Regions from separate parts of the Danio rerio genome. Here region 2 is linked to region 1. A link is a contact called in public HiCAR-type data. All regions are on one chromosome and are shown on one strand. Each heading gives the region's core, a stretch centred on a gene start, on an enhancer-like site or on the middle of the called end of the contact. The rest is flanking DNA. Distances are from core to core; before and after follow the strand shown.

What was found. HiCAR-type assays count read pairs that join an accessible place to other places.
Region 2: a contact with region 1 is called in a HiCAR-type map of caudal fin, with 5 times the contacts expected there. The contact joins the promoter of smim13 here to the promoter of tmem170b in region 1. A contact is called at or near these places in 6 of 18 Hi-C or Micro-C datasets (caudal fin, embryo, fibroblasts and 3 more) and 2 of 4 datasets of contacts at active chromatin or transcription factors (caudal fin and embryo).

What each region holds. Positions count from the first base shown.
Region 1 is chr19:3,988,609-3,994,520 of GRCz12tu, forward strand. tmem170b (transmembrane protein 170B) reads right to left here and starts at 2,642. Exons shown (of 3, transcript XM_003200515.7): 1 at 2,303-2,642. The coding sequence starts at 2,456. LOC141378986 (a long non-coding RNA gene) reads left to right here and starts at 2,309. Exons shown (of 2, transcript XR_012394855.1): 1 at 2,309-2,539; 2 at 4,380-4,770.
Region 2 is chr19:4,140,034-4,146,130 of GRCz12tu, forward strand. smim13 (small integral membrane protein 13) reads right to left here and starts at 4,353. Exons shown (of 3, transcript NM_001135579.2): 1 at 4,146-4,353; 2 at 2,096-2,185. The coding sequence starts at 2,171.

The sequences.
Region 1 (5,912 bases), core at 1,392-3,891:
TCACAGCCACAGTCCTCCACTGTTCCTTGGTCCCGCATTCATTTCAAAGGAGCGCTACCCTGTTCCAAAATGGCGGCTCTATTGACGCATTCCTTCCAATAGACAACAACAGGATAGGCGACATCTAATATATATATCTATGGCTCTCTAGTATCTGACATGCCCCGCCCCCTTCAAGACGCTTCACATTTGCTTTCATTTGATGCGCTTGACACTCACACTGGCAGAGCATTAATTAAACAAAACGCTATTGGCTGTTTGTGAAAAGGGGAGGAGCTACTATATGCATCACCGTCTCTTCACGTTTCAGTTGAGATTATGTCAAACCTCGAATAAAAAATGCACATTTTAAAGCACATAATGAGACCTTTAAGTAGGGCTATTTCATACATATGACAGTAAATATATTTAAATAATGATGATCATTTAATATATTTTTTTTTACAATGCAAATAAGTGGCCGAAATAAGTGTCATGCGAGATGTGATATGCTGTTGTTAGCCACACAAAACAGATGTCACAGGGAACTTACTATAGTTAAAATACTAGTTATTCACAAAACAAAAAAGTACCATGGTAAAGCTGTGTTTTGAAGACAAATATAGTGGTAATTTCATGATATATTATATATTGTGCCTTGACTACTACATAAAATCACAGTAAACATATAAAAATGAAAATCATTTGATTCAGAATGACAATCATATTTACTAAAATAAATGGAAATCATCAATTTACTAAAATAAATGGAAGATATTCACCATGCTAGATGTGATATGTTGTTAACCACGCAAAGCAGATGGTACAGGGAACTTGCTATAGTAAACATGCTATAATTATACACAAAACAATAAAGTACTATTACTAATCTATCTTTTAAACACATAAAAGTAATATCGGATGCACTGAGATATTGTGCTTTTAAGTAAAAATACAGTAAATAAATATATAAATAGTTGATCTTTTGATTCTGAATGACAGTCATGATTATGTACTTTTTTAAACCTCCAAAAAATGACAGAAATTTACCATGTGAGATGTGTTATGTTGTTAACCACACAAAACAGACGGCACAGGGGCAGGGTGGATTTAGTGATTTGGGGGCCCTAAGCAAGTCCAAGCACGGGGTCCAAAAGTCCTAAAATGCACTCTTTCGACTTTTATTTTATTTATTTAGTAGTTATATATATATATATATATATATATATATATATATATATATATATATATATATATATATATATATATATATCACTCAAACTTCTTTTCTACATTTTATCTTAATAAAATCTCCACATATTAAGTGATCCGTTTTCTTAAAATGCAATTTACAACTAAAAATACAACAAAAAATAATTAAACTGCTCTTTGATTGGGGGTGGTGGACAAATTTGTGTCGATGTAATACTATTTTATATTATTATAACATGACATTACACTATTATAATAATATTCCATTTTATTTTATATTAAATAATATTCATTATGTTTAAACTATATTTGACTCTCACCATACAAAGTATGATAGAAACCATTGCTATATATAGTTTAAAGGTATAGATATTTATTGGGGGCCCCGAGATTTTCTGGCACCCAAGCGGCCACTTACCTTGCTTATTGGTTAAATCCACCCCTGCACAGGGAACTTACTATAGTAGTTAGTTAAAATACTACAGTATAGGTATGCATAAAAAAGCCAAAAAGTACCATGCTAAAGCTGTTTTGAACACATATAAAGCTCTTCAATAGTGGTATGCATCATGGTTTCGCTGATATACAGTGCCTTTGTGTATATGTATCGTGTGTATATATATATTGTAAATACACAAATGAAAGATGATCATGTGATTCTGAATGACAATCATGATCATGTACAAAAAAATGACAGAAATTGACCATGTGAGGTGTAGTATGTTGTTAACCACACCTTTTAATAATTTTATCATCATTTAGTTTACTAATTTTCATGATGGTGAGCACACAATAGATGAATGTGCACATCATTAATTTCAATATACTTATATAGCCCATCAAAGCACAATGATATAGCCCAATGGGCTCCCGTCTGGCCAGATGTAGTTTTCCGGAAATGCACACTATTAACGCATGTAAATACTGTACATGATGTATAATTTATTTAGCATGCGAGCACATAGTATCTTCTATCAAGAGTGATGTGTGACCTTGTTGAGAAGAGCGCGCGCGCGTGTGTATATGTGTGCCGATACAATAGACTGACCGGATGGATGAGCCGGACACATGAACCCGCCTGACCGGCTCTTTCTCCGGCGCGTGCACATACCTGTGAAGTGCTTGAGGGTCGCCTCGCCCTGGACCCACAGGCTGAGCACTTGCTGCACCGACAGATTAATGGAGTAATCCTTGTTCATGTTCGCGCCGGGCGGCTGGAGCGCGGCCCTTCTGCTCAGAAATCTGCCCGAGGATGGAGGACACATGGAGGCTCTTCACCGGCGCCGCTGCTCGCTGGAGGAGGATGGCAGAGCGCCGGTCCGTCTCATCAGCTCAGGGGCCATGATGGGTACGGCTGACATCCACACACACACATTCACACACACACACACACACATACACTCACACACTTTCGCATTCACGCGCACTCTCTCGCTGTCACACACACAGATGCACGCGCGCGCGCACCGGCGCTTCTGCAAGGCGCTTAAAGGCGCCGCGCTCTTAAAGGGAGGTGAGCATCACATGTACAGTACGACCAAATACTGCAGTTTATGAATGAAATTGTGTACTATTCTATCTATCTATCTATCTATCTATCTATCTATCTATCTATCTATCTATCTATCTATCTATCTATCTATCTATCTGTCTGTCTGTCTGTCTGTCTGTCTGTCTGTCTGTCTGTCTGTCTGTCTGTCTGTCTGTCTGTCTGTCTGTCTGTCTGTCTGTCTATCTATCTGTCTATCCTAATTAAATTTTTGTATTTTTCTATATGGAATAATTTTATAAGAACTTGAATAAATTGTATTGCTGTTGTTGTTGATAGTAGTAATAAAAATATCAGTATTCCTAGGTAATGTTTATACTGTATCGATTTATAAAAGTGTGTATATTGCTGTTGGCACAATTTCTAACTAACTACGACTGCTCATGCAATATTTAAAAAAAAATAAAAGATTAAATGTACTATTACCACTACCACCACAACTACTTCTATCCCTATTATTATTATTAATATTCATCCATTCATTCATTTTCTTGTCAGCTTAGTCCCTTTATTAATCCAGGGACTACAGCGGAATGAACCGCCAACTTATACAGCAAGTTTTTACACAGCAGATGCCCTTCCAGCCACAACCCATCTCTGGGAAACATCCACACACACATTCACACACACTACTGACAATTTAGCCAACCCAATTCACCTGTACCGCATGTCTTTGGACTGTGGGGGAAACCGGAGCACCTGGAGGAAACCCACGCAAACGCAGGGAGAACATGCAAACTCCACACAGAAACGCCAACTGAGCCGAGGTGACCCAGTGACCTTCTTGATGTGAGGCGAACGTGCTACCTACTCGCCACTGCGTCGCTATTATTAATGTCATTATTATTAATATTACTATTATTATAAATAATAATAATGGGCATCAAGGTGGCAAAGTGGGTAGAATAATCATCTCACAGCAAGAAGGTCGCTGGTTCGAGCCTCAGCTGGGTCAGTTTGCATTTCTGTGTGGAGTTCGCATGTTCTCCCCGTGTTGGCGTGGGTTTCCTCCAGGTGCTTCCCCCACAGTCCAAACACATGCACTATAGGGGAATTGAAGAAACTAAATTGGGCGTATATGAGAAGGAGTGTGTATGGGTGTTTCCCAGTGATGGGTTGCAACTGGAAGGGCATCCACTGCATAAAACATATGCTGGATAAGTTGGCGGTTTATTCTGCTGTGGTGACCCTAGATTAATATAAGGACTAAGCCAAAAAGAAAATGAATAATAATAATAATAATAATAATAATAATAATAATAAAATAGTTTCAGAAATGTATACTATGTTGTTAACAACAACAAATATTTCAAGCCATTATATTAATACTAAAAATAATTGTTATTGTTATGTATATTAACAAAAAGCTTTTGGATAGAAAATCAAGTTTAATGCTACGGAAAATGAGAAATATTTGTATATTTAAATATTAAAGTATTTAAAAATAAATTAATATTATTAGGATCATCATCAGTAATCATAGATTTAAATAATCAGTTTAAGCATAGTCCAATGGTTCAATTAAAACTGGTAAACAATGAACAGGACTGTTTAATTTAATATCAATAACATTAATCATATAACATGCTATTATTATTTTTGACAATATTAATGATTCATTCATTCATTTTCTTTTCAGGTTAGTCCCTTTATTAATCAGGCGTCGCCACAGCGGAATGAACCGCAAACTTATCCAGCATATGTTTTACACAGCAGATGCCCTTCCAGCCGCAACTCATCACTGGGAAACACCCATACACACTCCTTCACACACACTATGCCCAATTTAGTTTATTCAATTCCCCTATAGCGCATGTGTTTGGACTGTGGGGGAAACCGGAGCACCCGGAAGAAACCTACGTCAACATGGGGAGAACATGCAAACTCCACACAGAAATGCCAACTGACTCAGCCAGGGCTCGAACCTGCAACCTTCATGCTGTGAGACGATCATGCTACCCACTGCGCCATCGTGACGCCCCATAATGGATTTATATAAATATTAATTTGAAATAAAATTATAAAATCATCATTATCTCCAGCATTATTCATTTGACAATTCACATAGCTTTCGTTTAGGTGTTAATCCTTGTAGATTACTACCTCATTAAAATCATCATGAAGTGAATTTTTAGCAGTCATTGCTGGAACTCCATTAGAATATTTATTTTATCTTGTCTTGTCTCCTCTTGCTGTTGCTCTGCTGTGTTAGATAATGTGTTGCTGTTCTGGAAAATTCCACCGAAAAATCTATTTTAGGACTGACAGTGTTCACCTTAAAATGCCTATATCTAGGAATTGAGACAATAACATTCGCTCAGAATTTCCCTTAAAGAGCCCATATTATGGGTTTTTGAAAATTGCCCTTCATGTAGTGTGTAACACAGCTCTAAGTGAAGTGAAGTATCCAGCTAAGGCTTAAATCTGTTAGTGTACAGTGTTTAAAACGGTTGATTCATCTAGTCGATGAATCAACGATGAGTCGACTCATAGTGCTTCAAACGAGTCGCCTTGATACCGAGTCATTAGGTGTTTCGCCATGACGTACGAATGAAACCAAGTTATTCACATGCACGCGCAAACCCGTGAGATTTCGAACCGGCGACCTTCCGCATGGGAGTCGGTTGCTCTAACAAGGAGGCTTAAGACCATGGCGTCTAGTGTCTGTCGCTGGAGCATCTTTAGAGGTCAGAGGAGTTAGGCTTACCTGCACAGCACACACTAGCTGGCCTCCGTTACACTCACCCCCCTAAACCTCACTCCCATCCGGGTCACGGCACCAATTTAACCCCACCGGTTTTACACCACCCAACCCGCTCCAAGCTGGTATCGAACCGGCGACCTTCCGCATGGGAGTTGGTTGCTTTAACAAGGAGGCTAAAGACAATAGCCTCTAGCGACTGTCGCTAGAGCATCTTTAGAGGTCAGAGGAGTGAGGTTTACCTGCACAGCACTTACTAGCTGGCCTCCATTACACTCACCCCCCTAAACCTCACTCCCCTCCAGGTCACGGCACAAATGTAACCCCACCAGTTCTACGCCACCCAACCCGCTCCGAGCTAGTATCGAACCGGCGACCTTCCGCATGGGAGTTCTTCAGAGGAGTGAGGTTTACCTGCACAGCACACACTAGCTGGCCTCCGTTACACTTAGTCCCTTTATTCATCAGGGG
Region 2 (6,097 bases), core at 3,103-5,602, 150 kb after region 1:
AGGGAGGTTGTGTTAAAACGTTTTTGAAATAAACGACCCTTTTTGGAGTCGCCTGACACATCTTGTTTGCAGCCAGTCTGTGCTGTTTGCAGCATATTTCTGCATTTGCATGTGTTGTGAGAATCTGCTTGCCTGTGTGTTGATGCGACATCTCACTAAATAAAACTGCTTAATTCTCTTGATTTGAATTGCTCTTCTTCAAATCACACACACACGCACACATACAAGGAGTGGTGTGTTCAGTGCAGTGACCTACATAGATGACATGATGACAGTTCAGCACAGCACACACTCATGTAACAGTGAACCGTACAGTACAGAACACCATTATTACTGTAACTGTGTCCACATGCGGGTCAGTCAGACAGACCTCGACTCTCGCAGCAGAAAGCAGACGTTGGTGCTGTAATCAAACCTGCTGACAGTCAGAAATGCTGCTCTATTTCTGCAATGCCTGACTGACTATACCGACCACATTCTCACAAGGCCATCACTCAAAACGCTGCAGAGAAAATCCTGTAGCTGAAGGTGGGACTCTTTTCTCAGAAATGTGACAAAGTTCATGACTATAAATCATCTCAATGAGGAAGAAAACAGCGTGTTAGAGCTCACAGAATCATGCAATGCCTTAAGAAAACCTACCACACTGATGTAGGCTTATGACGGTTTTAGATTTTCTTGATGAATTTAATTACTGATGCTTTTATCACTGTTTACATTGCAGAAAAATGCTTTTCCTATTTAGATTTGCTGTCTTGTTTCTAGCTCACATATCTAAAAATTCTTAAATCAAGAAGCATTTGTAGACAGGCAAAAAATATTGTCTTGTTTTCAGAAATAATATGTCAAAATTAGGTGAGTTTTTCTTTAAAAACAATTAATAGGATAAGCAAAATAATCTTGCTTTTCCTTTTGACATTATGTTTATATTGCTTATCCCAATGGCAGATTGAGGTAAGCAATCCCTGGCAAAAGTCTTGTCGCCTATCCAACTTTTAGGAACAGCAAATAATAACTTGATTTCTAGTTGATCATTTGGTATCAGAAGTCGCTTATGAAAGGCAAAGGCCTCTAGATTACGCTTATTTTACCACAATAAAATATGATCATGTCTTGATTTTTTATGATTTAATTAGGACAGCAAGGTCTGACTTTGCTTAGACAAAAGTCTTGGCACTGAACAGAAATAATGTACAGTAAAGAATATAAAGTTCTGCTGCAGTGGAGACAGAATGAATATTGTGTCTGACTCCATCATGAGCTTGGAGGACTGCATCCATACATCTCTGACATGACTCAAATCACTGATTAATAAAGTCATCTGGAATGGCAGAGAAAGTGTTCTTGCAGGACTCCCAGAGTTCATCAAGATTCTTTGGATTCATCATTAATGCCTCCTCCTTCATCTTACCCCAGACATGCTTAATAAGGCTCATTGCTGGTGACTGGGCTGGCCAATCCTGGAGCAGCTTGACTTGTTTTGCTTTTAGGAACTTTCTAATAAATATCTAATAAATATGTAAGACTTTCTAATAAAGTTTCACTAGTAAATATTAGCTAATGCATTAAAATCAACAGTAAGGAAAAAGCCAGATTTATTATAGTAACTGTGATTATTAGCTAAAACAATTTTCGAACTGATTGTTATTTGTCATTAACATTTAATAAAACAATTCAGACTTATAATCAAATTACAACTAAGATATTAACGTTTTACTAGGAATCTACAATTAATAAAAACTTTTGTAGATTTCAGTTTAGTTAAATCAACTAATGTTAACAGTTGGAGCAACATACAACAGTCCTATTAACAGTCACATCATTTTCAATCAGTATTTCAGCATGTGGTAGGTCAGATTAACACGTGAAAGGTCACGTTAATGAATCAGGTCTCCTAGCATTTTGTGCTGTTATGAACGTCTCTGCAAATGCAATGTGAATATCCTTAAAAGCACTCTAAACACATGAATATCAACAGTCTACATATATGTCTATATTGATGACAACAGTATTAATAAGACACTGTTATATCATTATATAAAGGACTGCAGGATGCTTTTCTGAGGCTGTTTGTGTGTTTGATTTGCTCACTCACCGAAGAGCATGAAGAGGAGGACACATATCAGCGTGGCTACGATCACCAACACTGTCAAACCAACACTCTGCCACATCCTCCCCTTCGTTCCTATGAAGAAAAACAGCTTTGCATCTGTGTGTGCTCTATAAACTAAACGCATAATCCAAAACAATGCCAAAATAATTGTGTAACATATTATATTCTAATCCTGAGTGATACTATATAAACATTTAAAGGCAAATTATTAGCCCTCACATGAAATTTAAATACTTTTTCAAATATTTCCCACATGAGGTTTAACAGAGAAAGCAATTTTTCACAGTATTTGTTATTATATTTTTTCTTCTGTTGAAAGTTGCATGTCTTTTAGTTTGGCTGAATTAAAAGCAGTTTTATTGTTATTTTGTAAAGATGAATATTATTAGCAACCTTGCTAAATGTTTTTATTGGTTACAGAACAAACCACTGTTGTCCAATCACTCGCCTAATTAACCTATTAATTAACCTAGTAATGCCTTTATATTGCACTTTATGCTGAATACTAGTATCATGCAAAATAACTGGTAACCTTATGTACTGTCATCATGACAAAGGAAATATTAAAAACTATTACGTTTAAAATGCATTGAAAAAAATCTCTGTATCACTTGGGTAATATCTGAGAAAAAAACTAAATCACAGGAGGTATAATATTTTTGTACATAAATTAAGTGACCACTTAAAAATTCTCATTTTTGAAGAAAAAAAATGTTAAAATTGTAATTTATTATTGTCTTTTTTTTCCAGAAATTAACAATCAGGGATAAAATGCAAAATAACACTTTCTTAACTCTTCTGCATCACAACTTTGGTATTGTTTTTATCTAAAATTAACTGTAAACATGTCTGTAATAATGTTGTTTCATGCTCTAAATTACAAGTTTATATTGAATGAAAATGAAATGTCATTAGTAGTTTGTAGAATATTAAAAAAAAGGTTTTACTTAAACTATTGATAATCAATACTATACTTAACATTTCACTTACATTTAATGTTTACATTAAAAATGTATGTGTGAGCCATTTTCAGACAAGTCATGTTTAAAGAACTTTAATAAAATTTGTTGAATTCGATGTTGATAATATTCAAATGCGGAAAATTATGAAATACTGATCAACTGTGCATTATTTGTCAGTGTTATTAAATAAGATTTATTTGTAAGACTTTTCATTTAAGAATTTCTCAATTTTCTATTCAGCTTTTGACAGCTGAGTACAATTATTAAAAATAAAATCATAAACAATTTTATTTTCACATTTAATTCAAGCACTTTCAAAGCCCTATGTTTGTTTTTCTAGGCCTTGAATTCACTTTCATCAAGCCTGGAAACCTTGAATAAATGTCAATTCTAGTTCTTTTTCTGAAACATGGGACCCATTTATATATATATTTTTTTTTCTGAATATGCGAGTACTTCTACAGACTGTCAATCTAAGCCTTAGGGTTTTTCAATTGCAGAGTGAATTTAATAAAGTATATTGTGTAAGTATCACAGGTATATGTTTTTAATTTTAGTTTGTTTATGGGTTATTGCTAAATGTGAATGATCCAACATTAATTTTATTTTTGTATGCATATATGCATGCATTTTGTATAATTATATGTATTTTCCATTTTTTATTACAATTTTTGTGTGTGCAATTGTAATTTCCTTTTGTTTATGGGGAAGGGTTGGGATTAATTTTAGTAATTTATTTACATTTTACTGTAAAACTGTTCAGCCATTTCTGTAAAAGTTTAATAAACAAATTAAAATAATAAAATTTCAAAAGCAATATTATTTGCGAATTCTAAATTGGCAAATCATATTAGCAGCCAATGACTGTTAAAGTACAACAATGTTCACAGTCAACATGTCATACATGCAATTTCTGACCGAATATTCAAAGTGTCGTGGTAAACAATATAATATATAAATTGTCACTTAAACAAATGTGCTATTATAAACCAAACTTTACCTCAATCGATAAGCGTCGTGCAGATGAAAGTGTTTGTGTTTATTATGATCAGATTTATGTTGAAACTTACTGTCGTTCACTCCTCAGTCTTCAGGCCGATTCCCGCGGGGACGGAGGCCGGTAGCGCGTGTCATGAAGCGGCCGAGAAAACTCTCCTTATCTACATCATTGCGACATTTACAGAGAAAAGAGAATAACGAGAAAACACCGACAGAGAGATCCCGAGTCAACAACACACACTCAATCTGAAGATGAGCCGGAAGTGCTCGCTGATACTTTTCCGCCGCGCGGTGTTCTGGGAATTGTAGTTTTGTAGCTTCATGTTCATCTGTTTGTGTTGACATTTTTTTTTATAATATTATAACTTCACTCATCAATTTAAAATAATTGAAAAATAATACCATAAACATTAAACAGCTTTAGCCATGTTTGTTTCATTGGATTATGCTTATCTTTTCTAATTCGTTCAGGTTGGTCAGGTTTACTTTTCTCTTTAGTGTGCAGATTGACTTACATTTTGTTTTAAGTTCTATATATACTGTAAATGTTTGTTGTATTGTTTTTATATAATGATTTTTTTATTATTGTCGTTTTTTATGTAAAGTCTACCAGGGACGAGGGGCCTGTTTCAGTAAGGAGGTTCAAACAACTCAGAGTTCAAACTTGATTTACCAAGAGATTAAAAACTCAGAGTTTTGGGTTTCAGAACAGCGGATCTAAGTTAGGTCAATCAACTTGAGTAGACCAGCTCAGAGTTAAGCGCGCACACCGTGACTATAAAAAGGCATTATCAATGGAGCGCAGATATTACGAGTGATCATGGCAACATCTTAAAAAAAGAGATCAGCATTTCTTTCCCCAGCTGAACTTGATGTGATCATGCAACGTTATAGCAAATATGAGTGTATATATTTTTAAAAAGAAGCAACCATCAGTGAAACAAAGACAGTCAGCCTGGGAAAACAGCTGCTCAAGTTAATGCCTAATTTGACATTTAAAATATTTAAATATTTAAGTATAATAAATAAGTAATGTAATGTGTGATGTTTATACATTTTTTCTAAACTTTTATACACGTTTATCAGTTTTAATAGATTTAATAGTGCACTTGTGTGTGCCTTTTTTCTTGATTAAGTGATAGAGGTTGATATAACATTTAGAAGGTAAGCAGTACTAAAAATTATTTTTAGAAAGAATAATAATCCCATTAATCTAGTTACAGTACATGTCTAAGGTCAATTAATGTAAGCTAATTATTTATTGTTCTGTGTGTGACTAAAAGGTAGGCAATATCTGTTTCCATCCAAATATATTAAATAAATTTATGTGCAAAACTGGAATATTGTATAAAAGATGCGAATAAGGCAGCGTTGCCATCCAACGAGTCAAAGAGAACAAAATCGTCACTTCCTGATTAACTGGCGCCAAATATCAACAGTAAAAACAGAATTTACTGTGATAGAAGAGCGTCAATTATTTATTTAATAGCCTAAATGTACTTGCGCCTCAGAAGACAATGAACACTTGGGGGCGTTTGAAGCCATGAGACGCAGAGACTCCCGATGCTCGTAGTCTAATTATATACACTAATACTAAAACAGTTAAGGCATTTTAGAATGACTAAAACAACATTTAAGACGTGGTACAGTGTGCTCAGCCTGCTGGTTTGTCCATTCATACACATTTTTATCATCATATGAAGACCTTTTTTTAATGTACTAGTGTAATTTGTTCAGTAAAAGTGTTTCCATCGTAGTTTATGCGCATATTTTCTATCGAATAAAAGTTTATCCTGCTCAATTTTGCGTGTTTTTATGCATATTTTCAAAAGTTAAGTGCATCATGATGTTTCCATCAATCGTTTTTATGCGCATATCCAAAATGAGCATTAAAATAGGTGTGTGGAGACGTAAGGCTAAGGCGAGAATTACCGCTTTGACTTTAAAAAAGGGGAGGAGACCGACAGAAACTCAGAGTTTAGAGAATAAAACGTGCTCCTGACCAGGTTAGATTCACAGAGTA